Linked DNA regions of Mus musculus: region 2 is linked to region 1. The links are chromatin contacts, called in public Hi-C maps. All regions are on one chromosome and are shown on one strand. Each heading gives the region's core, a stretch centred on a gene start, on an enhancer-like site or on the middle of the called end of the contact. The rest is flanking DNA. Distances are from core to core; before and after follow the strand shown. Region 1 overlaps Lncenc1 (long non-coding RNA, embryonic stem cells expressed 1). Region 2 has its middle 29 kb from the start of Rps18-ps4.

What was found. Hi-C and Micro-C count contacts between places; a contact is called where the count stands out from the background.
Region 2: a contact with region 1 is called in a Hi-C map of the G1E-ER4 cell line, with 2.5 times the contacts expected there. The contact joins two enhancer-like sites. A contact is called at or near these places in 1 of 15 datasets of contacts at CTCF or cohesin (the G1E-ER4 cell line) and 2 of 484 Hi-C or Micro-C datasets (both in the G1E-ER4 cell line).

The regions. Positions count from the first base shown.
Region 1 is chr13:97,458,836-97,464,649 of GRCm38.p6, forward strand. All of the region lies in intron 1 of Lncenc1 (long non-coding RNA, embryonic stem cells expressed 1), which reads left to right. It also overlaps the pseudogene Gm8756. Among named protein-coding and RNA genes, the nearest start is that of Lncenc1, 27 kb to the left of the region's middle. Within about 2 kb of position 3,381, at least 28 of the 459 cell types and tissues checked have an H3K27ac peak or open chromatin away from gene starts, as enhancers often do. A contact at or near this core is called in the G1E-ER4 cell line, where this site is marked.
Region 2 is chr13:97,777,445-97,783,680 of GRCm38.p6, forward strand. No RefSeq gene overlaps it. Among named protein-coding and RNA genes, the nearest start is that of Rps18-ps4, 29 kb to the left of the region's middle. Within about 2 kb of position 1,312, at least 23 of the 459 cell types and tissues checked have an H3K27ac peak or open chromatin away from gene starts, as enhancers often do. A contact at or near this core is called in the G1E-ER4 cell line, where this site is marked.

The DNA.
Region 1 (5,814 bases), core at 2,131-4,630:
TTCTCCATGATGGTGAAGACACCAGTAGACTCCACCACATACTCAGCACCGGCCTCACCCCATTTGATGTTATCGGGATCTTGCTCCTGGAAGATGGTGATGGACTTCCCGTTGATGACAAGCTTCCCATTCTCGGCCTTGACTGTGCTGTTGAATTTGCCGTGGGTGAAGTCATCCTGGAACACGTAGACCATGTAGTTGAGGTCAATGAAGGGGTCCTTGATGGCTACATGGTCCACCTGAACCCAGCTTTTCTGTATGTGTGTCTTTCATCTCGCTGTGCCTCGTTGTCCAAGTCAGGTCGAAGTTGTGCAGATAGATCTTGGTAGGACACAGAAGAAAAGGAGAAAAAATCTTGTTTGTAAAATAAACCATCTGTATGAAGTCTGTGTCTTTTGAGCTAGTGTTCCTGTGATTCCTGCTTTCCAGGGACCGACATTTCAAAGAATAGCAACCACCACCACTGCAAAGATGCAAGAGGAAGGTCCGCCCCCAGTGAGTGTGGGCTCCTCGTTACCAACATCATCGTGTACAGAGAAAACCCATGTAGAGCAAAATTAAGCTGTTTTTAAAAGCCCCTTGGCTTTGTCTAAATGCATTGCTTAACACAGACACAATTGTGTGTGCTCTCTTGCTTCTAGAGGGTGTTCCATTTTGTTTGAAATCTACTCATTCTCTGACTGGCCAGAGAAACCTCTTGCAGCTTGTGAAGTTATTCCCATCTAACACTGTTAGCGTAGTGTCTCTGATTAGTCCAGATGATTAAAAAGAATCTGGATTAAATCCCCAAAGAACCTGAACAGCAGAGCAAGTTGGATTGTATCCTGCCTTCATGTCTATGCAGCAACTCAACCAACAGTGATAAGACGTGGGCAACAGAAGGTCTGTAGGGAGCTGGAATGATCATTGGTCGAAAGTCACCATTGGATGCTTACATTCGGAAGTCTGGAAGAAGAATCTGCTACATGGCCAAATTCTATACAGATAATTAGATTGCCATGAGCATGCCAGTACTAGGACTGAGTCAGACTGCTACTTAGCTGTCTTCTGGCAAGTCCTAGGTAAAGCCTGACCCACCCCTGTAATCTTCAAGACATAGCTATCGTTTTTTATTAAGCCCTTTGGAGGATCTTCAGAGTCTGGGACCTTATTCTCTCTCTCTCTCTCTCTCTCTCTCTCTCTCTCTCTCTCTCTCTCTCCCCCTCCCCCTCCCTGTCACCCTCCCCCTCCCCCTCCCCTCTCTCTCCATGGACCATAAGATCATAACTTGTTTACTTTTTTGTGAAAATCAGCCCTCCTTTTTTTTAATCCCCCCTCCCAGGGTTTGTGGAATGGGCCTTGGCCTTACCTGTCTCTTTTGTTCCTTGAAAGGTAAACATTTATCCTTTGTCCTTTACTGGCTTTGAAACAGATGGCAACAGAATTAATAACTGTGGAAAAATGAAATGTGTCATTTTGTACTTTTTCATGAGTTCCTTTCTGTTCTCCATGCAGTAGTTTTGTGGGTAGGCTCTCTTGTGTCTCTAAGTGTCCCCTTCCCCGTGATCTCAGCCTGTCCCTTGAGCTTTCCTGCCTCTTTCTACAGAACCTCGGCACATAGGCAAATCAGGCAAAGTAGTGACCAATGTCTGCCAAAGCTGGAGCTATGATCATGTTCACATGGGTTGAGTGTGGGACACAGGTCCCAGTACACAGAAGCACTTGTTGAAACACTTAGTGTAGGAGTTGGATGTAGCAGTAGCTTCTGCTTCCCTGCCTTAAGCTCTAGGAATGAGCTGAGCTACCAACCCCCACCCAGATTCCCTCGGATCCGTGGATGAAACACACACGCGCACACACACACACACACACACACACACACACACACACACACACACACACAGACACACACACACACACACAGACACACACACACAGACACACACACACACACACACACACACACACACACACAAATCACAAATTTAATTTTTAACCTGCCTTATGGCCCAATTGCTGGATGTTTCTAATCTGCCTAGGGAAATGGCCTATGGCCACTCAGCCAGAGATCTCACATGGCTGGTTACCCTTTCTTTCTCCCTCAGAATCATGGTGAAAATCCTCTCTCCCCTGCATTTGCTAGCTTGCCTGCAGGGACCCGGAAGTCATGCCTATTCCACCCAGCTCAATGGCCTCTTGCATCTTTCTTGATAGATCAAGAACCAATTGGGGAGCAAGACCTTAGCATCAGAACCACCTCCAACAGTTGGACAGAGAGCTCAGTGGTTAATGGCACACATTGTCCTGGCAGAGGACCGAGTTCTGCGCCCAACACGCTTATCAGGATGCTCATAGCTGTCTGTAGCTCTGGTTTCAGGAGGTTTGATACCCCATGTTCTCCTCATACATAGACATGTGTAGGTTCCCGTAAATAAAGAAACAAAAAGAAATACCTAGTATAGAATCTTGCTATGCTTGTGTCTTTCTCCGGGGACTGGAACGCAAAGCCCCATGACCTGAAATGGACAAGTTGCCATGTTGCTGGGTGTACACACTTGCAGCTATCTTGGAGTGACTGTGCATTGGTATTCAGGATAGCCAATGTGCTTTCCTCCCTTCTAAGGAGCTCCTTCCCAGAGGCTCATCAGTTCTCTGCTGAGTGTGACCAGACTACACAGCCTCTGGGAGTAGGTAAAATGTGGGCTTGTTCCTAGGAAGATGCTTGACTCTCAAGAGAACTTGCAGCAAGCTCAACATGGCAATTCAGTCTCCGAGAGAGCAGATCCCCAAAGGGGAAGGTGGAGAGTCAGGCTGAATCCGATCTCCTGGCTCAGCCACCCTCGCTGGCTCCTGGCTGTGAAACAGTGAAATCGTCCCACTGGTTCTTTGCTTTTCATTTGGTTGCTAAGCATGGGGCTCACCAAACCCTCTTTCTGCATCAGAAATAATATGACTGAGGTTTTGTGTCTTGACTGTCTGTGAAGGCCTATCATAGGAGTCACATACGTCTAGTACTAGAGACCCTTGGATGGGTTGCCTATGGCCCTTGTCACAATGCAGACATGACTGCAGGGCATTTCCCCCATAGTTTAACAGAACAATTTATCAATTACTAGGTAGTCATATATAAATTCAGAATTTAGTGGGATCTAAATGAATTTTAGATGAATTTCCTCACTTTTAATTTTCACATTAAGTCGGTATATGGTAAATCTTAATGGGACTATTATTCAGAATAGAGCAGATTTTTATTTTTCTGTACCTATAAAAGTATAATGCACTTTGGAAAAAACATCTCTGTAGAGAAAAAGGAAAACCAAACTGCAGATGTCATGAGTGTGTTAGACAAAGATAAGAACCAAATTTGCAGGAAGTAAAACATTTACTTTGTCAGCTGCTAAGTGTTTGGCTTTGAATGCAGCGTTATCAGTTATCCACAGAACTCGGTGCTGTAACTATGAGCCTCTTTGTTACTGTATTTTTTCCTAACTCTGCTTCTCCCAATTTCATCCCATCTTGATTGCATTTCTCTGAGTCTTCAGACATCTCAGAGATCCTGTGATGCTGTCTCCAATGGTGGCAGGAGGTGTTCATAGCAGGTTCCTTGCAGTTAACTGTTGAGTCCTGCCTCAAAGTGAGTCAGTTTATGAGTTCGAGTTTGTAAAGTACTCAGAGATCCTCATGTGAAATGCAAGATCCGAGTACGCTGGGTTCTTGCTTCCTCTTATTCATCTTTTGTCAAGTGCCTGGTACCACAACAATATTCACTGAGTAAATAATAAGCCGAATGAAACACACTTCCGTCTCCATTTTAATAATGTACTATTCATACTTTTTTTTTTTCTGGAACAAAGAATCATTGTGGGAAGTTGCTCTGCCAATATTAGCCTGATATCTTATTGCAAGCGGAATGAAGAGATAAAATGGCAAGGCCCAGGAACACTGATAAAGTCTCCTTTCAAACAAAAGCGAATAGGGTAACAACACAAACGACAGAAAGCCAAGATCCTGCTTGGTGCCATTAAAGGAACGTGAATGTATGCGCTCGGTTATTCCAATACTTGCCCTGGTTATAAACTGCTGAGATGCCCAGAGGAAAATCATAATTATAGTTTCCTGAGCAATTCTCTGTTGTTTTTGGAAAGCTATTGTTCTCTGGTTGTGATCGCAGCCTTAGGAGAGGCTGACAGAGATGTTTAACAGAGAGCAGAACCATTGCCAGCCATTTCCAGTGGGAATTGAGCTACCAAATATTTTTCTCAAATTATAGAAAATTGCCATTTGTAGAGTCCACACAGCATTTAACTTCTTAATTTAGGATTAGACATCTGTAACTTATTGTTAGGACATCCGGAGGGTTTGCAAAACTCTGCAATATGAATATATCTTTCAGTTTTGTCTTATAGCATCTCTGAAGAAAATTGCCTTGGTCCTGTCTATAAAGAGTTGCTGATGGCCGAAAGAACCACTCTGTAATTTTACAGCTGAAAAGATGAGGTCTTCCCCAGGGCAGTGTTGACATGTTTTCGCCCAAATTTGCCACCACTTGACCAGGGACCCTGACAGTGGTTAGCCTTCGGGCTGCTGCCACAATTCCAACTGGATCTAGCAGAGCAGAGAGGAACTCCTCTCTCATGCCTCCATCTTAGCTGAAGACCAGGCAGAATAGCAATGAAACTTTTGGAAGCCAGGATTCCCATTGCTCCTTTCTCTCTTTCTATTAACACTCAGGTGGCATGGGTGAGTTGATTTTAAATTATGGACATAAGGATCATTTGATGACTAATAAAGTCGAGGGGTTTAAAGTTTTTGAAGGATGGAGAGACTTGTAAGGCAATTTGGATCTTTTCTTTGTAATTCGCTCAGATTCGTTTCAGTTCTGTTTCTTCAGATAGGTCATGATGGCTTCCTGTTGTGTCTGGCCAGTAGATCACAACCTGGGTTTTAGCCTGGAAAGGCATTTTGGAAACCTGGAAGAGAAGAGGGGCTGGGCTGTGCGAGATAAGGAAGGAACCAAGACAAAGCTCTCTGCTCAAGGTTTAATTTTTACTATTTCGGCACTCAATTATAAAGGAAGGGGGAGGGGCCCAATTTCCGCCAAATAATCTTGAAGTCCAGTAGTAGGGTGATCACGTGATGGCTTCGAAACAGCAAAGCGGCAGGTTCCAGCAGTAGGCGTGACAAAAAGATTGAGTGAAAAGCTCCACCCCTGAGCAAGCAGGTTTCAGTCTGGGGGAGGGGAGACTACAGCTTCCAAGAGAAGGCTGCACTGAAGTCTGAGCCTTGAAGGAAGGCGAAGATGATCCTGGACTAAGATTCAAGGGGCTAAAAGAATGGTGTGGGCAAAACTGGGCAGTTGGAGTTGATGACATGGCCTTGCCCAGAAGTACAGAGGAAGCTAGAAAAATTCCACAAGTTGTAGGCATGAGTGTGGCTTTCTCTGGAAAGCCATCTTTGATGTGCAACACTAGACTGATTGCTGTTTCTCTACACTTCCAGAATGTTCTGTTCTTGACCCAAGGTAGCAGAACATGGAATTATGTTCTTATTGGTACCCGTCCGCTGTATTAAGCTCCATATAGGGAAGACTTTGACTTGACCACATGTGTGTTCTTCTGGATAGTGGTTGACAGACATTCAAAAACCCTTTCTCTTAAATCAACAGTTCCCAACCTGTAGTTCATGACCAATTTGGGGTTTGAACAATCTATCAGAGAGCTCTCCTAAGACCTTCTCTATATCAGCTACTTACGTTATGATTCATAACAGTAGCAAAACTGCAGTTATGAGGTAGCAACAGGATTGTTTTTATTGTTGTGGATCACCATAACTTGA
Region 2 (6,236 bases), core at 62-2,561, 320 kb after region 1:
CAAATATTGTCTAGCTAATGTCATGTTTGTAAGTGCTCCCGGCTTGGGCAACTGCAGAGGCTGGAACCCTGCTCCCACGTAAACACAGACACCTGGAGTCCAGAAGAACAGGGTCAGGCAGCTTCATGGAGGTCAGTTTCTTAGAAGGGACAGGATGTCCACTGTCTTAATTGGAGTTCTCAAAAGAAACAGAATCAGCTGGGAACTCTAAACACGCATAAACACACACATGTACATGCACACATTCATATATGTATAGTCTACTCACTATGTCAGAGAGAGACAGAGACAGAAAGAAAGAAATTTCCCAAGATCAATGTCATCCAAGGCCTTACATCTCCTCAGTAGAGAATTACTAGTTTAGATAATCGCTACTCAGGCGACAGAAGTAGCTTCTGGATGCCTGGCACCACCTCTAGGCCAGCCTAGACATTCTGAATAGTAATCTGTGTTCTACCAGGGTCCCCATGTGACTTGTTGACATACCAGGCTCTGAGGACATTTGACTCTGATGGCCTGCTTAACCACAATACTGTTAAACTTCTATCATGAACAAAACACTATATAGTCCACTCTGGGGGACAACTGAGAAATAAAATAGACAGAATTCTGGGTCTCACTGGTACTCTCAAGTCTATGCTTATTCAGCTAAGCTAAATGATGTATTATTGTGTGACTGTTCCCACACACATACATGCTACTAAATAATATGTGGTCAAAAGTATCCTTATTTACATGTTTGCATGTTCATAACATAATCTTTGCAAGTGAAAAAGCACATTCCAAAATGGTGTATACTAGATAAGGTAATCTGTTTGGCAGACACAAAATAATTGAAACGGTGTGCGTGTAAGTAGTATCTGCATATATAAGCCAGAAAAATTTTAGAATCTCTCAGGAAAGGGGATTATGGGTAATCTTTATCTTTTCTCTTAAAAGATTTTCATCCAATCTTTTACAATAAGCACATGCTATTTTAATAATTAGAAAAGGCAAGAATCTTTTTTTTTCTTTTGCAAAAGATGACCTTACCGGCTGTATCTGTTCCTCTTCATCGTCTGTTCTTGCAATAAGGAGATCCAAGGTTCGTAAACCATGTCTACACAATTCCTCATCTGGCTAAAATTCATGTGTTCCCTTGTCTGGAGGCAGGATCAGGACTAAAGGCAGATGTGATTCAAGTACCTGTGTTAGAGGCCTTTATAGCCTCTGAGGCTGGGGGCTGAGGGGAAGACAGAACACCAAGTCTATGGTCAGATTCAGCTCCAGCTGAGGAAGCAGACAGCAGACCATGACTCAACTATCCCATATCCGCTTCCTCCCAGCCAGATGGCTGGGCTGCAGTTCCCAGACATCTCCATGGCGCAGTTCGATCCTAGGACTGATGAAATGTTAGCAGAGGTGATGGGGGAGGCTCCTCCCTACTTGCCTCCCACTGTTCCCACTCTCCTCCCTATGGTGTCCATAGGGCCCTGGAGACAGATAACAGAGCCACAGGAAGGAAGCCCCTGAGCTCTGCCTCACATGAGTTAGAGCAGGCTGCCTTTTGGGAACATATTTTGGGTGAGATATAAGCAAGAAACACTAGATCGTGATCACACTTGAGCCATGAAAACTTGGGTGTGGGAAGCTGTTGGTTACAGAACATTTGCACCGGGTTTTGAGCAAAGTACTGCTGGTGTGCCAAGATAAGAGAAGCAGAAGAGAATTCATTGCAGTGTATCAGAGGCTGGGTAGGGTTGCTCTTAAGGAAGATGAGTTTGACCAATGGAACTGAACTACGGTTAGCTTTATTCTCATATCCAAGCATTTGGGAACACTTACCAAAGGGGATCTGCATGGTGGCAGTCAAACATTTGATACAAATAGGTGGTTTCCTTTCATAGCCTTATGTATCAGTTAATTTCTTACTTGCTGTGGTAAAACAAATGCCTGACAAAGCAATTTAGGGATGGAATGGTTTATTTGGGTTCACAATTTGAAGATCCAGGTCACTGGGTCAGGAAAGTTGTGGAGACTTTGAAGAGCATGAGGCAGTTTGTCACTGTGTGTCTGCAGTCTAGAAGCAGGGAGAGACGAATGGCAATACCCACCTTGCTATCTCCTTTGTACTTGGCCTGGGGTCTCAGACCACAGAATGGTGTCCCACATAGCCTTGGTGAGTCCTTCCACCTACAAACACAAAGTATGTCCACAGCACAGCCTGGTTTCCTAGGTAATTCTAGATCTTATCAAATTGACGGTATTAACCAGCAGACTAGGAGGCAAGATGCATGAGACATGATTATCTTAACCAGTGAAGAATGAACTCAGAACAATTCTTCTCCAGCAAGCTGGACTGCAGCAGGACTCCAAGATCCCAGTCACTCAAAACAGCAACCCTGTCGGATTAGTGGCAGTTGTGTGTAAAGGCCATCATGTCGTCCCATTAGAGTGCCTGGAGTTTCTTGCTTGCTTGAACATAACTGCTCTTCTGCTCAAAATTACATTAAGATGAAACTTGGCACTGGATTTGTCAGCCAGATGTGAAATTTTATTGTCAAACAAATAAGCCAAAAGAAAGAGTGAAAAATGTTTCATGGATCCCCAGTTGTTGTGATGGGGTGTTTGTTCACTGAAAAATTGAGCTAGGAGATTAAAGCTTCAACTTAAATTATAAAATTTTGCAAACAGTTACTATTTTTAAAATATGACCGTATGTATATATTCAAGAGGCTTTGAAATAATAGCTACTAACAAAAGAAAAGGACCACGCACGTTAATAAACTATTTGGGTGGGCCTGAGAATATTCTCTTTCCTTCTCACTACACTGAAGCCTTGATGCTGAATAACAAACCCCGACCTACAAATAATGTCTCTCTTTGTCATGAATTTATTTCAGACTCTTTTCCTAGGCAAGCAAGAGGCACAATCTGGAAGATATCTTAACAACCAACACTTCCTGTTGGATGTCAGAAATGACTGTTACTGTAAAAAAAAAAAAAAAAAAAGTGGTCGCTTCTCTGCTAACACTTTGAATAAAGGCATGTTTGACCAACCCGAGGCACGGTGTTCCCAGGGATGAACCAGGGAATCGAGGAATTTGGAGACAAAGACTACCTGGTCAGGGTCAGAGAAACTGCAGGCTGTCCAACACCTTCAGTAAGTTAGTATCATAGAAGGGAGGAGCAGGGTAGGCATGGACAATGTCATAGACACAAGAAGGATGACAATGAGAAAAGTCTGGCAAGCTATCAAAAGGCACAGAGCATGAGTGAAGTACCGATCCCTTCTGGAACACGAGCAAGCATGGTGCTATTGAGGCAGCCTGACTCCTCCAGGGGGCCAATCCATGCCCAATGCAGACAGACCACCAGGGGAGCAGGGACCACCCCTGGAGGACCCCTAAGCTGGTGGGTAACTCTGGAGCCCAGAGGTAGCACTCTCTGTGGCCATAGCTCCTTTTATTGCCTGAGGGACACAATGATATTTATACCTCATTCAAGGAGTCTGTGGGGCTTAATAAGTTCAAGTGCATAGGCACCAAGAAGCTTGGAGAAAAGACTAGAATTATATTATTCCTGGCTGCGAGTGTTCCCTTTAAAATGTCTCCTAATTACAGTACCACCCTTGTAGATGCAGGCCACAGCGAGGTCCCAGGCTGTATTGTAAACGTATTCCCACCTAATAAACTTCTTTTCTTGGCATTTTTCTCCCTGAAGCTTGCTCTTTTATCCCGCAGCTTTCTCAACCCAGGCCTGCCCACTTCAGGAGATGTCTCCAAGGGTTGAAACTGAATGAAGACCAGTGAAACTGTAGGTCTAATCCCTCTGTGTCACAATTAGAGGTGGAGCCTCAGGAGACTGATGTCCCACATGTTCAGCTGCTAAGGGAACTCACTGGGCTACCTGCTTGGCTCTGAGGCTCAGCCACTTTGTAGTTTATCTGACTCGTTCAAGATGTCAAGATACCACTCTTTGTTCTTCTTTCTCTTTCTTGTCTGTCTCTCTGTCTCTATCTCTCTCTCTCTCCCTCTCACACACACATGCACACAGACATTCACACTCAAATATACACTCAGACTCAGTCACACACACAGACACATCCACACTATACACATACTCACACAAATACACTCACTGACACACATATATACACACACACACATTTACACTCATACACACAGACACATTCACACACACACATACTCTCACATATGCGCACCCACATGCTCGCACGTGCACTCACACACAAACACTCACACACATACACACACTCACACACACACTCATACACACATGCATGCATACACCACACACTCACACTGTGAGTTAAGCTTCCTCAGTTGTAAGCAGCCTGAGTGTGTTTACCGCTCCTATCCTTAGTCTCACTATTGGCTAGAGCTCATCCACTTGAAAACTCAAGACCTCTTCTTGTCATCAAAATGTTAGTGCTTAGTTATTTTAAGATGAAATGCCTCGGTGACTCATAGTGGAAAGGAATTTCATGTTCCAGGTGCTCTGCTACCTGAGCATACGTGAGAGTGTCTGCACCCATTCAGGCTTCATCTCGAAAATTTTTGGAGTGGGGGTGGGTGGGTGAGTGGGAGGGAGAGACAGACAAAGAGAGAGAGACAGAGAGTAAGAACATTCACCTATCGTGAAGGAGCTCTACCATAAGACTTAGATAGTTTTAGGAGCAGGCTGAGCCATTGACTCTGGGACCACTCCCCTGAGCTTATCACAGAAACCCAGCCCCCCTGATGATCTCCTCCGGACTGGATGCTTGGGGATAACTGACAGCTACCCTCCCTGTCTTCCCGGAAGACATTCCTGAGAGCTGCCGCAGAGCGCTCTCCTGAAGAAGTTTGTGTGTTCTTGTGCTGGAGGTGGAGAAGGGGAGTGGTGGCTTTGTTTTAGGCAAGATACTCAGAAGAGCGTGTATATGGAAGCAAAACCAAAGGTCTGGGGGTTTTCACATTAACCGTATCTCATTTGTGGTTGCTGGTTAATCTGGGAAAGCATGGAGCATGCAAATTTTCAATACGTATAGAAAAATGCCAGGGGGAGGGGGTGCCTGCCTGCGATCCTGCAGAAAAGGGTCCCTGGAGTAGGCTGTGCTGGTAGTTTTGCTGAACTGGTGAGTACTGGATTCAGCAAAAGACCCCTACTTCAAAAAATAAGGGGGAAAGGGATAGGAAAAAGATGCCCAACATTGACCTTTGAACTCCACCTGCATACCAACACATGTGTGTAGTCACATGACCACTTAGGCTAGAAAGGAGAGAGAGAAAGAGAGCAATGAATAAAAAGAGAAAGTCCCACGCAAGCAGGTGGCAGACAACTGTAATTCCAGCATTCAAAAGGCTGAGACAGGAGGATTACAAGTCTAAGACCAGTCTAAATTACCCAGAGCATTGAAGACCAGCTTGGGCTACTGTCTTTTTAAGACCCTGTCTCAAAGAACTAAGAGAAAGAGCCCATCACTTAAGAAGTTATTTTCCTGTAGAACATGTGACACAACATATAAATCCCCATTGGCATAATACCTTGGAAGCATGAAAAATAGAAAGCAACTTTACTTCTATTTTCCATGGTTACTGTTTCATGGCTACTTTCATGCCTATGACAGCATCATCATAGTGACAAATATTTTTGTCCATCTTTTGTGATACTACACAGCACGTAGTAGGTATGAATCAAAGTCCAAATAGTCTTTATAGCTTTTAACAAATTTCCTGGGATCCTGTACCAATCAATGTTTTAGGGGGCTACATAGGTATATATTCCCCCATGTTACATAGCTGACTTGATACATGCCTCTGAATTAATGTTTTAGTGTTTCTTTGTTCATGTATTTAATTAATATTCATGCTTAACAACCCTATTTAGTGATTGATGTCTGTTGGTGTATTCCTTATGCTCTGAGTAAGCTTCTCCAAGGAAAGAGAGCCTCCAGCCCGAACTTCGGCACACCATCTGCAGGGGTTGTGCTCTGGGTGTCCTGTGACACCTGTCACTCACACCACTGAGATTCCTCTCCTGGTCATTCAGCTTTTGTCCTGGAGCAAGTGTTGCAATCCAAGATACAAGCAAAAGATGCTTACGTGCAAGAGCCACTGCTGCCGAGTGGACGCAAGTTTATTATGCTGAAATGAAAGCATAAATAAAATAAAGCTTGACTGAAGAAAAAAAGATGTCTGGGGGTGTGTGGCATCAATCCAGCTGGCTGCGGGGGTGTGGCATCAATCCTTAGA